Linked DNA regions of Mus musculus: region 2 is linked to region 1. Evidence: chromatin contacts called from public promoter capture Hi-C data. All regions are on one chromosome and are shown on one strand. Each heading gives the region's core, a stretch centred on a gene start, on an enhancer-like site or on the middle of the called end of the contact. The rest is flanking DNA. Distances are from core to core; before and after follow the strand shown. Region 1 has its middle 20 kb from the start of Atp13a3. Region 2 overlaps Tmem44 (transmembrane protein 44).

The links. Capture Hi-C pulls out chosen DNA fragments and counts their contacts.
Region 2: a promoter capture Hi-C map of liver shows a contact between it and region 1. The contact joins two enhancer-like sites. A contact is called at or near these places in 3 of 39 promoter capture datasets (cranial neural crest and embryonic stem cells), 1 of 15 datasets of contacts at CTCF or cohesin (the NIH/3T3 cell line), 18 of 484 Hi-C or Micro-C datasets (the AML12 cell line, the C2C12 cell line, the G1E-ER4 cell line and 13 more), 31 of 115 datasets of contacts at active chromatin or transcription factors (CD8 T cells, the HPC-7 cell line, the SCID.adh cell line and 22 more) and 4 of 9 other capture datasets (adipose tissue, embryonic stem cells, liver and 1 more).

The regions. Positions count from the first base shown.
Region 1 is chr16:30,405,205-30,412,511 of GRCm38.p6, reverse strand. No RefSeq gene overlaps it. Among named protein-coding and RNA genes, the nearest start is that of Atp13a3, 20 kb to the right of the region's middle. Within about 2 kb of position 4,686, at least 21 of the 459 cell types and tissues checked have an H3K27ac peak or open chromatin away from gene starts, as enhancers often do. A contact at or near this core is called in hepatocytes and liver, where this site is marked.
Region 2 is chr16:30,507,532-30,514,838 of GRCm38.p6, reverse strand. Tmem44 (transmembrane protein 44) reads left to right here. Exons shown (of 11, transcript NM_001384248.1): 11 at 17-2,984. The coding sequence ends at 124. Among named protein-coding and RNA genes, the nearest start is that of Gm52252, 8.9 kb to the left of the region's middle. Within about 2 kb of position 4,173, at least 403 of the 459 cell types and tissues checked have an H3K27ac peak or open chromatin away from gene starts, as enhancers often do. A contact at or near this core is called in hepatocytes and liver, where this site is marked.

The DNA of each region.
Region 1 (7,307 bases), core at 3,437-5,936:
GGCAGGGCACCAATGGAAAAATTTTAAATTGAAGAAAGAAAGAAAGAAAGAAAGAAAGAAAGAAAGAAAGAAAGAAAGAAAGAAAGAAAGAAAGAAAGAAAGAAGGAAAGAAAGAAAGAAAGAAGAGGGGAGGGGAGAAGAGAAAAGAAAAGGAAAGGGAAGGGAAGGGAAGGGAAGGGAAGGGAAGGGAAGGGAAGGGAAGGGAAGGGAAGGGAAGGGAAGGAAAGGAAAGGAAAGGAAAGGAAAGGAAAGGAAAGGAAAGGAAAGGAAAGGAAAGGAAAGGAAAGGAAAGAAAAGAAGAGAAAGGAGCCATGGTAGCATCCTACATTTCTAGAACTGGGGAGGTTGAGGAAAGAGGATCATGAGTTTGAAGCAAACCCTGTTTCAAAATACATTTGCAAACAATATATTAAATACACCAGCCTGAAGAAGACAAGAATGAACATTTCATATGTTGATGCATGCCAATCAACTGATATGAAAGCAAACGCCTGAGGGGACACTTTTTCAAACAAAAAGCCGATTACACACACAGCAGACAGAATGGTACTGGAGAGACAAGATGCCTTCTTCTCCATAGTTAATCTCTGTGCCCTCACCACCCCTGAAAGCTATCAAAACTTTGAAGAATCCAAAACAATTGCCCCAGACAATCTTAGGAGCCAAATGACCACTATCTTCTTTAGATCAGCTGATGGTCACAGCCTCACTGTTGACCATTGATCTTCCTTCATAGGAGGAGGGGGAAGCCCAGAGCAGTGAGGTGTCATCTCCACATTAGTTGTATGCAATTCTGCCCCAATTGCACATGGCTTCAGAGAGCAGCCAGAGCTGCAGTTCTCGCCCTGTAGGTCTCGACCCTTTTGTGGTCTAGTATCAGATATTTACATTAAGAGTCATAACAGCTTGTCCGTGGGACCTCAGGGTGGAGGGGATCTGCTTGCATCTCCATCAAGTAAGGAACTGTAACAACAAAGCTAACTCTAATATGCAGCTATTAGTAGCTATTTGCTATTATAGTGTGTGTGTGTGTGTGTGTTGCACATGCCGTGTTCATTTTTAAGTCAAAGGACAACTTATGTGCAGGAGTGAGTTCTTTCTTCCCACCACGTGGGTTCTAGGAATTGAACTCAGGTCATCAGGCTTGGCAGCAAGCATCTTCTCAGCAGTTATTTTTAAAACTCTGCTTGGGATGGGGATGTAGCTCAGTTGATAGAGTGCTTACCTAGCAAGCACAAAGCCCTGAGTTCGGTACCCACCCAACACTCTGAAAGTAGGTCAAGGCAGGTCACCCTGAGACCTAATCTCCAACAACAAGGGTGATGGAGAAATGGGTGATTAAAAGAACTTCCTGCTCTCGAAGAAGGTTTGGTTTCCAACACCCATATCAGCTGGCTCACAGGCATCGGTAACTCCAATTCCGGGGAATCTAATGCTCCCCACCAGCAGCTGCTCACAAGTGGTACACACAAAGGCATACACACATGCACATAAATATAAATAAGGAGGTTGCCTTTTTTTTTTTTTTTGGTTTTATGAGACAGGGTTTCTCTGTGTAGCCCTGGCTGTCCTGGAACTCACTCTGTAGACCAGGCTGGCCTTGAACTCAGAAATTCACATGCCTCTGCCTCTGCCTCCCAATTGCTAGGATTAAAGGCGTGCACCACCACGCCCGGCTAGGAGGTTGCCTTAGTCAGAGTCCTCTAGAGGAACAGAACTTATAGAATTAATCTGTATATGAAAAGGAATTTATAACTACAGACTGTATTCCAGCTAGTCTAGTGATGTCTGTCTACCAATAGAAGTTCCAAGAATCCAGTAGCTGTTCAGTCCATGAGTCTGGGTGTCTTGGCTAGTCTCCAGTATGCACTATAATCCTGAAAAAGTAGACCAGTGAAGGAATGGACTTGCTAACTAGAGAAGAAAAAAAAAAAAAAAGGCAGGCAAAGAGACCAAGCTTCCTTCTTCCATGTCTTTTATTTAGGCTTCCAGGAGAAGGGGTGGCCCAAATTGTAGGTGGATCTTCCCACCTCAAAAATCCAGATTGAAAGTGGATCTTTCCACTTCAGATTATTTGACTAAGGAAAAATAAAATCCCTCATAGGGGTATCCAGCCATGTGGGTTTTAGTTAATTCCTGATCAAGTTGACAACCAAGAATGGCCACCATAGAGGTCTCAGTAAGACAGCAAAAACAGAAAGCTCCAAGATGAAGCAGCAGGCTAATTACTGGCAGCCTGAGCCTGGTGACGAGTGTTTGATCCCACACAGAGGTAGAAAGGAAAGAGCTGACTCCACAAGTTGTCCTCTGTCCTCTACATGCACGCCATGGCACTTGGATGTCGACACATATAATAATAAAAATAGAGGGCTGGAGAGATGGCTCAGTGGTTAAGAGCACTGACTGCTCTTCCAAAGGTCCTGAGTTCAAATCTTATCAGTCTGGTAATCATGGTGGCTCACAACCATCTGTACAGCTACAGTGTACTCATATACATAAACAAAATAGAACCACCAACCAAGGAGTACTCAGGGGCTGGACTTAGGCCTCCTACACATTTGCAGCCATTGTGCAGCTTAGTCTTCACGTGGGTGCCCTAACCATTGGAGTGGAGCATCCTCCACTGACCTGTCACCTGCCCTTGGGATTGCCTTCCCCTAACAGAACTGCCTGGCTGGGCTCAGTGGGAGAGGATGCGCTTGGTCCTCCTGGGACTGGATGTTCCAGGGTGGGGTGGAGTGGGGAGGGGGCTTCTCTTTCTCTGAGAAGGGGAGGGAGTAATGGAAGAAGGGACTTGTAAGGGTGGGACTAGGAGGAGGGAGAAGGGACTGTGTGTAAGTGTGTGTGTGTGTGTATGTGAGACTAGGATGAAAAATATTTTAAAAAATATCAAATACTTCCCCCCCCAAAAAAACCCTCCATTTCAGTTTGAAAATAAATATGAATTGCATCCTTAGAACACTGATAAACAATAAATAAAATTCATCCAATTTTCTTTAAAATGTTTTGTTTATTATGGTTTGTGGAGGGGGATCTGTCCATCTTGCCCAGTTCTCCTCTGTGTTTTATTTGCAAGGTATGTCCTGGTTTCTCTGAGGGCAGTTGATGGGTCAGGTACCCCGATCTTCAAGCAAATTTGAAAGGACTTAGTGAAACCTAGCACAGGAGGTCCAGGGATGATGGATACAAGTGCACCCAGGGTCACAGATGCAGATGATAGCTTGCTGGGATGCTGGAGATGCTGTGCACTCTGGAGACAAGGACCTGAAACAAGGTGTGGGCTCCAGGCAAGGGTGACCTGGGATGATGTTGGTAATTCTTCCCCATCCCCCTCCCTCCATCTTCTTCCTTTCTTCTTTTCTCTTCATTTAATTTTAAGTTTATGTACATTGGTGTTTTGCCTATGTGTATGTCTGTGTGGGGGTGTTGAATCTTCTGGAACTGGAGTTACAGACAGGTGTGAGCTGGGAATTGAACTGGGGTCCTCTGGAAGAGCATACAGTGCTCTTAACTGCTGAGCCATCTCTCTCCAGCTCACCCTTCTGCTTCTTAAGGACGAGTCACAGCGGCACCGGGGCAGAGCATACTCACACTCTTATTCGTGCACACTGACTAATTTACATTGGCAGGTGCCCACTCTGCTTCATGCCACAGAACCCGGGCACAGAGCACCTAGGAGTGAATGGGGACCAATAACAAGCCTGGGGACAAACAGGATCAGTTGTGCCTATTCCGGGTCTTGCGTGGTTTGGATGGGAGCCAGAAGGCTCCTGCCTTGAATGTTTGGTTTCCAGAGCAATGTTTGGAGATGGGACTTTGTAGGGGTGGTGAGCTCACGAGGGCTCCAACCTAAGCAAGGAATTCCATCACTGATGGATGTGCTGGCACTATTGGGAGGTGATGGGAAGTAAACGGCAGGACCTGGTTGGAGGAATTGTGCTCCCGAGGTGTACCTTAAGAGATAGATCTCCTCCCTGATGCTGGCTGTCATGAATTTGAGCTGCTGTGCCTCCTTCCAGGCCCCCCCATAATGGGTCAAATGACCATGTGCTCACTCCTATGAAGCTATGCACTACACAGACTCTTCCTTTACTTCTGCCAAGTATTTTGTCACAGCAACAAAAAAAGTACTTGGGGGCACGGAGGTTAGAACTAGGAAGTGCATTCTGGGTGGAAATACAATCATATACTCAATAACATCTTCTATATACAGTTCTAGGCATGATAGACTGTAATATGGGGGGGCCCACCATCTGTCTCCGTGGACTCTTACCAGGAGCTGGAGTGTCAAATGCAACATTTATCCTTTTATATTATCTAATATTTATACCAAGAGATACACAGGAGGTATACACTGAGGTAAAAACCTGCTAGGTAAGCAAGGTAACTTTATTTTCTGAACTATGTACAAAATATCTATTTGCAAGTCCAATTCTACAACTAAACTGTTAGCTCTTTAGAGTTCTGTGTCCTTTTACCTATCTGGTCTACCTTTCTCTTGAGTTCCTTCAAACCCAAGAGGGCTCCTTAGCTCTCTTTCCTAGAATACTGTTTTACCTGTGTCCTGTCAGCTGCTTCTCTGTTGTTACTGCAAGTCCAGAGAGAAAATCCCTGACTCTTACCCAGAGCTCTTTCCATGAGGGCTCATCAAAGCCAAAAGGGAGAGAGGTCTCAAAGGTCCAATTGCTATAAAAGAAGCCTCTAGCTCCTCCCCTCCACCTTTGGCCGGCTGAACCACATCACCATCATGGGGGTGGAGGTAGGCTCCAAGCCAAGTCAGTAGGGACCAAACCATTTCATCTTTCAGGTGAGCTAGCTCAAGGCCATGCAGCTGACTTTACCTCCAGTCCTAGAGCAAAGACCAGAAGACCTCACCCAAAGCAATTTGCCTTAAAATAGGAGGGACTTGCGATTCTTTAGCATCCTTATCTATGGAGGCTTTTTGAGGCACACCCAAACTGCAGCTCTTCTGGACACACCTAACTGCATCTGACATCTATTTAAGCTTTTATAATTAACAATTAGGCTTCCCATGTACAATAATCAAATATCCTGTAACAAGGGACAGAGTGGTGGGCAACGTGTCCTTATCAGCATTATGGTCTAGCAGGGAAGGGAAGATGGACGACTGTCTTTTAGATGGAAGATGTAGCTACAGAGAGGAGTAAATTTTGATACCAAGCTGGGCATGGTGGCACACGCCTTTAATCCCAGCATTTGGGAGGCAGAAGCAGGCGAATTTCTGAGTTCAAGGCCAGGCTGGTCTACAAAGTGAGTTCCAGGACAGCCAGGGCTACAGAGAAACACTGTTTCAAAAAAACCAAAAAAATAAAAAATAAAAAAATTGATACCAGCCTGGGGTGTGCCCAGCGGACCACAACTCTGTGTTAGCAAGAGCTCATTGCACAGGTAATGTTTCAAAAAAAAATTTGAAAGGTGTTGGAGAGATTGCTTTAGTGATTAAAAGCCTTCACTGCTCTTGCAGGGAACCTCAGCTTGGTTCTTATCACTCACATGACAGTTCATAACCATCAATAAGTCCAGTTCCCGGGGATCCAATGCCCTCTTATGGATTTTTTAGATACTATAAACATATGGTGCACAGACATACATGCAAACAAACACTCATACACATAAATAAGCATGTTCCCCGTATTTTATTTGATGTGTATATGTATTTTGGTTGCTTGCATGTCTTGTGTTCTGTGTATATTCAGTGCCTGCATAGAATGGAAGAGGAAGTCTGATCCTCCTGGAACTGGAGTTAAAGATAGTTGTCAATCTTCATGTGGATGCTGGGAGCCAAGCTGAGATCCCCTGCAAAAAGCAGCAAGTGGCCAGGCTTGGTGGCACACGCCTTTAATCCCAGCACTTGGGAGACAGAGGTGGGCGGATTTCTGAGTTCGAGGCCAGTCTGGTCTACAAAGTGAGTGCCAGGACAGCCAGGGCTACACAGAGAAACCCTGTCTCGAGAAAAAAAAAAAAAAAAAAAGCAGCAAGTGCTCTCAACCACGGAGCTATCTCTCCAGGGCAGACAGAGTAAGTACTTAGAAGGAGGAAGATCCAAAAGAAATGAAAGAGCTCCAGCAATATGTCTTCCTACCAGTTGCCTTGCTCCCTGCCACAAGGGTCATAGACTCACCCTCTGAAGCTGTAAGCCTCCTTCCAACCCCCAGCTGTAAGCCTCCTCCCCTGTAAATATTTGTTTATACACATAGACCAGTGCTCCCCTCCACCTTAGCCAGTGAAACTTGTCTTGGTAGCAGGTAGCAGTTAACGCAGAGACTCAAAAACTGGTCACAGTGCTGAGAACAGGGACTACTGGGTGTTCAGTCTTAAATGGGACATGTATGTCACCGCTCCTGCCCCTCGGCTCAGGGAGAGGGGTTGGAAAGAACTTAAGAGCCAGAGGATTCAGGAAGAGTGTGATGAAACGCTGTCTTCTGGACATAACATGGCTGTTGTGCTCATGAACGTGCCTTTAATCCAGATCTTCTGAGGTGGGAAGACCCACCTCTAATCTGGCCCTCGCCTTCTGTGGGAAGGATACAGAAGAAGGGAGCTTTTGCTCTTGGCTTGCTTGCTCTTTCTCGCTGGCAAGTTCATTCCTTCACTGGCATCAGAGCCTACGTCTCCAGGATTCCAGCACATACTGAAGAGCAGCTGAGGCATCCAGCTGCATGGACTGAACAGCTGCTGGATTCTTGGACCTTCTGTTGTAGACAGCCATTGTTGGACTAGCTGGACCACTCAGTCTGTAAGTCATTCTAATAACAGAGAAAAGTTCCTTTTCTCTTTACATATGTGTGTGTGTATATACAGAGACAGGGTTTCTCTGTGTAGCTGTGGCTGCCCTGGAACTCACTCTGTAGACCAGGCTGCTGGCCTCGAACTCAGAACTCAGAAATCTACCTGCCTCTGCCTCTGCCTCCCAATCGCTGGTATTAAAGGATTGTGCCACCACCGCCCAGCCCCCCATAGGTTCTGTTACTCTGGAGAATTCTGACTCTGTAGTCCAGGTTGGTCTCAAACTCATGACCATCTGCCTACCTCAGATTCCCAAACACTAATTTTTATAGGCATGTGCCACCAAACTGGACTTAAGAAACTTAAATTGATTTTACTTTACGTGTCTGGATGTCTGAATACAGCATGCATACTCTGTCCCTATGGAGACTAAATGAGGACATCAGATCCTCTGGAACTGGAGTTACAAAATGGCTGTGAGCTGCCCTGTAGATACTGGGAATTCAACCCAGATCCTCTGGAAGAACAGTCAGTGAGTTTAACTGCTGAGCCATCTCTCC
Region 2 (7,307 bases), core at 2,924-5,423, 100 kb before region 1:
TGTCTTTTCTCCACAGTGGGACCCTGAAGATGTCAACCTTGAAAGGAAAAAGGACGGGGAACTCCTTAGAGTGCAGGTGCGCAGGGCCTCTTTGAGCCCCGTGGATTTGGCCTCTGATGACTAACATCTTCGGGAGCCAAGCCATCAGCTCGGAACTCAAAGTCGGGAGTCTGTCAGTGACTAGATGGGGACCAACCTATGAGGCCACCCAGGTCAGGAATGGAAGCTGCTACAGACACTCCTCAGGGAGTGAGGAGCCCTGACCTGTCACCTAGCATGGCTAGTCTACACCATAGCTCAAAATGGAGCTGGGGACCCTGGGGACAGATCTACACATGCCCAGTTCACAGAAGAGCCTGTTTGTAAAGATGAGCTTTCTTCCAAATGACAGGGGATCTAGTCCCACGCGATTCAAACATAAATATTGTTTGCTTAACAATGGGATCGAACTCACCAAGAGCTACCATTTGGACCTCAGCGGAATGCATTCTTCAAGACTCCCCTAAGCCCAGGTGGAAGAGTGGGTCCACCAGCTCGGAGACCTGGGTAGATGTACAGGAACTGGCTTCTGCCATCCAGTTAACAGATCGTTGGCAGGACAAAGGCAACTACCGCCTGCTCTGGAGCAGCAGGACTCCCTCCAGGCTGGCAAAATGTATGCTGAGGCTGGGTGACGGGGTCTCACGTGCTTTATCGGGTAGCAGAAAGCGTGCTTTGCATACGGACACAACTCGAAGTGCACTTCCATCCTTGGACAGGCGATTTGAGGATGATTTTAATAACGTGACCACGAGTGAGGGAATGAGTAAAGGGAATGAGGCCAGGCAGGAGCGAGCACTGGGGGTGAATAAATTTTGACCGAATGAGTTAAAACCGTCTCACGGTGGAGAACAGGAGTCAGCCTGAAGCCCAGCACAGAGGGCTGCCACGAGGGGACCTGGGAACAATGCCAAGGCATACAACTCTGCCCGCAGCTGGCCCATGACCCATCTGTGACTCAGCCGCAGCTGCCCAGTTTCTCCTGAGGGCAAGTCCCAACAGTGTGACGACTGGGGTGCCAGTGGAGATTGGTTGGTCATGCAGGTTTCTGCATGGTTCCTAAGCCCTTGGGTGACCTCTAAACTGGAATTCAAAGCCACTTTATCTGCTCTGGGCTCTCGGCTCTCTTGTGAGGTGGCTTGCTTAAGTCAGCTCTGCTCTGTCGTCTTACCCACTGAAACCACTGTGAGGAGTGGACCATGGGGGGATGTGGTGAAGTGGAACACTCCAGCCCGGAACATTCAAATCTAGAGGCAGGGAAGGGTGGAGATCTAGTCAAGGAAGGAGAAACCTGACGTGGCCGGCATGACTGGTGTGACATGGTTTTGTAAGGAGAGAGCTGGAAAAGAGCGGGCTGTGGAGGTTAGGGGGCTAGTGCTGAGCCCTGTAGCCAGGCAGGACACCAAAGCAGGAAGGTGACCGACTTGCTCACGCAGACTACAATTAGTGAGTTCCTCACCCCTGACTTTTCAAGAAGCAGAAATGTGGTCAAGGGTACAGAGTAAACATGAGACACGTGCTTCAAGTACGTTCCTTAAACAAACAAACAAACAAAACCAGGGACTGTAAGAGGCCAAGATAACCTCAAAATCATGGCCTTCCTACCTGGCAGCATTGCAAGTGCTGGGATTGCAGGCCCCAGCAGCCGTGCCCAGTCTTTCACTTTACAGATGAGGACACACGTTTAAATACAGTATCCAAAGTATCAGCCTCACAAGTAGAAGTGGCCATAATCCATGATAATGAAGGCCCTGCTTAAACTCCTGGAGTCTGAGGTATGTTACCTGCCAGAGACGTCTGGGTGATTTAAGGAGAGCTCTTGTTACTAAGTTGTCTTAAAAGTTTGCCTGGAGGGCTGCGGCTTAGCTGGGCGAATGCTTTCCTAACACGTGCAAGGCCCTGGCTTGCAGTGCAGCATAAGGGGTAGGATGATAGACACCCGGAGTCTGGGAAGTGGAGGCAGCAGGATTAGAAGTTCAAGGTCATCTATCTTTAGCTCTGTAGCAAAGGTTGGCATGAGATATATGAGACCCTGGAGGTGGGGGGAGAGAACAACTGTGCAGACCTTGAAGAACTAATCCCCTTAAATCCATCCAGTCACTCCAGGAAGAGGTCATGAGGACCATCTGATGATCTATGCACTGCTGTTACACTGAGAAATGAGTTACTAGTTTGGGAAGCTCTGGGTGGAGGAAGGGGCGTGGCTGGTCTCCTGTGCCGGGCCTGAATAAGTGTGCCGCCCTTTCCCTGCTGAGTCATGGTTTTCCCTGTCTTTAACAAGAAAGGCCAAGCCTAGTGGCTCACACTTTTTGGGAAGCTGGGACAGGAGGGCTTCCACAAGTTAAAGGTCAGCCTGGCTACTAAGACCCAGTCTCAAAAGACCCACAAACCAGGCTGGGTGTGGTGGCTCATTCCTTTAATACCAGTATCTGGGAGAGAGAGAGGCAGAAGGATCTCTGAGTTCAAGGCCAGCCTGGTGTACAGAGTTCCAGGTGAGTTCCAGGACAGCCAGGGCAACATAGTGAGACCCTGTCTCAAACAAAACAAAAAACAACCACCACTGAGCTGGGGATATAACTACAGGTCGATGGTAGAGCACTTCCCTAACATGCAGGAGCCCTTGGGTTCCATCCCCATCGTGAAAATAGACTTCCTTTTTTCTCTCATAACTATGCCAGTCAGCAGTTCACACGTAAGACTAACATCTCTACACACATCCAGAAAGACACGCTACATGAAGGTAAATTTCATATACACCTTGAAAATCTGTTTCAATTTATTTACTTATTATTATTTTTTAATTAATTGGTTGGTTGGTTCTCCTGAGCCTGGGTTTCTCTGTGTAGCCCTGACTGTCCTGGAACTTGTTCTATATGGCCTCGAGTACTGAGGTCCGCCTGCCTCTGCCTCCCAAGCGTCCTTGGATTAAAGGCGTTCGCCACCAATGCCTGGTTTATTTTTGTTGTTTTTAACAACTTGTGTATGTTGCGCCTGCACTTTCAGAGCGTGTATGGTGGTCCAAGTGACACTTGGCAGGTATCAGTTCTCTTTTTCTACCATGTGGGGTCTGGGCAGCAAGCAGCTTTACCACTCCTCCACCCCCCACCCACCCACACACAATCTGCTTACATTTTATTACCTGTTTGAGATAAATACTCTAGGGGTAAAATATAGCTGAGTGGATCAGCAATACTTAACACGCACAAGACCCCGGGTTCCATTTCTAGCATCAAAAAAGGAGCAGAACCTTCAGGACACTTCCCAAGTTCCCTGCGTGTTCTTTTTCCACTCCTTCACTTTTGCCTGGGCAGACACTTAACTCTCTTCCACCCTCTCATCTTTTTCTGCTTACAACAAGCCCAGAATTAAAAGGCCATCCATGGGCAGAGGGGGTTCTGCTTACAACAAACCCGGATGTGCTGAAGTGTTCAAAGCTCTTCCTTTAATTAGTGAGAGATGGTCTCTGACAAGTTCAAGACTGGTGCTAGCTCAACCGATCCAGAGAACGCCTAATAAGGAAGGCTGGTGGTCTGATGGCACCGGCCTGTGATCCCAGTTATTCCAGACCGAGACAGGAGGCTGGCTGGCAAGATCCTCGGGCTACAGAATAGCATCGGTCATTTTTGCAAAACTCGGTCTCAACGGTGCAATTTTTTTTTTTTTAAAGAAAAAAATCAAGTGGAATGGATGCTCAGAGGCAAAGCGCGTGGCTGAAACACGTCATGCTCTCATTTCTATCGCCAGAACCGAAGAATGTCTGCCTAATCTGCTTTCTTTTTGCCTTAAATCTGACAGCCAAATACGGCTCCAAACATTTGGGACTACGGTTTCTGAGCAGGGCAGGTCATTAAACTCCTAGGATCCTATTCCAGTCGCACGGGAACACTGCGGGCAGCGGCCGCCGTTGATGGCGGAGGCCGGGGCATTTCTTCGTACTCCGCAGGGTATGGCTAAGAGGCCGGTCTCTCCCTCCGAGTCGTTGCCCCCTCTTCTGACTCCGAAGCTCACCCTCGACGGCCCTGGGGGATAGCAAGTAGCGTTCTCCAGCAGCCGAGCCACACAAAGCTGGCCTGAGTCAGGATAACAACTCCATTTGGGGCACTTCCGGGATGCGGGGGAGGGGAAGCGGCCGGCGCATGCGCAACATGCAGCCACCCCCTGAGAGCAGCGCAGGCTCTGCCCGTTGGACCCTAGCTCCTGGCCTCCTCTGCCTGGGCACCTCTGACTTAAGTGTCTCCCCAGTGGGGGTCGGGGGAGGGAGGTGTTAAAAGATCGTTATAAGGCTATTGTGTATATTTGTGACTTAGATATAGTATAAGCAATATTCTGTGTGTTTGCGACTGACCAATAGCCCAAAGCTGCACTGCAAACCATTCTACCTAAGTGCATTCAACTTTTTTACAAGACAAAAATGCAGGTGCACGATTTAACTAAAGAAAATCAGATCGTGCCAAAGTTTATAAGGAAAACAACGGCGCTCTGCCCACACATCCGCAACTGCTTCACTTTCAGCTTCCTTTGTTTTGCCTCCAGCGACAGATTGCTCGTGCCTTTGCACAATGTCAAAATGTATTAACAGTAAATTCAAAAGCTACTTGGAAGTCTAGATTTCCCTTGGTAAGAGACAATCGGCAAACACAAGTTCTTTTATCTGGATCTTAATTGCTAATACTAACTCTCAGACCACACACCCATACCACCTTGTAATTGTATGAATATTGTCTGTCTGGGTTACACAACAGCTACAACCTGTGAAAGGAAGGGGGCAGAGTCAGAGGTTTTACTGGGGGCAGAGACAGATAGCTTTACAAATGCAGTTATGGCAGGTGATATATAGATGCTAAGATATATAAATATATAAGATATATAGTCTGGACGTTAGGCTAGAGACAGAGAGTCAAGCTGTAGGGTCACAGGGTACAGCCTCACTGCAGAGGCTCAGCTCAGAACTATGGAGTCAAGGTGAAGGCCCTGATCTGGACAGATGAGCAGATAGACTGACAATGGAAATTCTAGCAGTGGAGACTGAGCTGAGCGAGGACTCTGGGAACAGTAAACACTTGGGTGGCAGCTGAACAGTGGTGGTGCATACCTTGAACTCCGGAGGAAGAGTTAGTTCCTGGACAGCCAGGACTACGCAGGAATCCTGTGGCAGCCCTGGTAGAGAGGTGATTGGCATTGCCCGTGGGGTGTCCTTTTATGTAATCTGGGTGAGGGTGGTGCGTACTCGGTTGGTCTAGTGTGTTTCACAGTTACTGGGCCTGGTTTTCCAGATAAGGACGTCATTACACCCAAGTGTGATTCCTACACTCCTAACTTACTTTAACGTTGCAGAAGTGATGGGTTTTGACTTTTAGGACTAAGTTCTTAAGTCTGTGCCTTGTGGGTGTTGCCGGGCGCATGCTGGTGTTCTCGTGAACAGCAAGGCACAGAGTCACCCCTCCGAATGGAGCCCAACGATGTTTGGGCAAGTGGAGCTACACATGGCATGGCAAGGCTCAGCCTGGAAGCCACACTGTGGTGTGACCCAGAGCACAGCATCATCTCCACTCATGCACCTTACAGGCTAGCACAGCACGGCTTAGCTTCAAGCCCAGCGTCAACCTGCTTTCCAGCCACAACTGTCAAGGCTGTACAGATTGCCTCTAGCTTCCATTAAGCGCAGGTTGGGAGTCACAGTCGTTAGACAGGGACGTTGGAAAACAGACAAGTAGAAACAACCGGCTACGCATTCGGAATCGCTGTGGAGGCTTCGTACCAGGACCCTGGTTATTCCCAACTAGACCCCAGCTTCTGAGTTCCTAGGTCACATAAGACCTGAGCACCCTCTGACCATCATCAGCTTTTGGCCCAGCCTGGCAATCTCTGCTGCTCTGTCCCGAACTGGATGGTTTTCCTCCATCCTTCTCATCCTGCAAGTGTCCAGTACATGGAGCCTTTCCGTGCAAGCCAGGGGATCCTCTAAGGCCACAACCAAAACAGAAGCTCACAGACACTTGTCACCACCCTGATGTCCCAGGATGCCTGGCTGCATATGACAAGAGCCAGTTCTCAGGTTCTGGAGGCTCTGACTAGCTTGCACCACTTCTTCTTCTTCTCCTTCTTCTCCTTCTTCTTCTTCTTCTTCTCCTTCTTCTTCTTCTTCTTCTTCTTCTTCTTCTTCTTCTTCTTCTTCTTCTTCTTCTTCTTCTTCTTCTTTTTTTTTTTTTTTTTGATTTTTCGAGACAGGGTTTCTCTATATAGCCCTGGCTGTCCTGGTACTCACTTTGTAGACCAGGCTGTCCTCGAGCTCAGAAATCCTCCTGCCTCTGCCTCCCGAGTGCTGGGATTAAAGGTGTGCACCACCACGCCCGGCTGGCTTGCACTTCTTAGTGAATGTGTATTCCCTGAAGTTCCGATACTCAGTTACAGCTCTGAACATCGTCCCTGATGATTTCCTAGGTCTGGACAGGGCTGTGTGATTCTAGCTTCTCAAATGATTGTCTTACAGGCAACCTAGGGACCCTGAGAGACACTGTATTCTCAGGACATTTTTCACTTGTTTGTTTGTGCCACAGGATCTTGCTGAATAGCTGGGCCTGTGGCTTTCTATATCAGTCAGGCTAGCTTGGAAGTCAGTTCTTCTGTCTCAGTCACCCGAGTTTGGGGACTATAGGAATAGTCATACTTCACCAGATAATCCCTCTTAAGCTACTCGGAATGAACCCCTGGCTCAATCCTTAGCACTTTGGGGTAGGATGCAAAATTACCTAATAGGGAAGATTAACAATTGTACTTCAATGAAGACATGATATTTTGCATTAAACTTTAAAAAAAAACCCATAAAGCATGCCAGGTGTGTTGGTGTACACCTTTAGTTCTGATTCTCAGGGGGCAAAGGCCGGTGGGTCTGTGAATATAAGGCCAGTCTGGCATGCATGGTGAGTTCTAGGCCAGCTAGAGTTATATAGTGAGAGTGCACCTAAACATGAAAGAAAGAAAACTGCAACTGAAGAGCACATTTAAATTACCTTGAAATCATTTGGGCTTGTACCTGAGTGGATTATCTTTTGTCCTGACATGAATCTCTAGGTTTAATTTTACTAGTTGAATTCCTCATTCTCACATGGCTTAAAACACAAAAACCAGAGCTGGACAGATGGCTCTGTGTTTGAGAACACTGGCTATTCTGGCAGAGGTCCCAGCATAAATACGGCCACTCACAGGTGTGTACCATCACCTCTGGCTCTCCCTATAGACTGGCTCTTTTCAAAGGAAGCTGTCGGAGA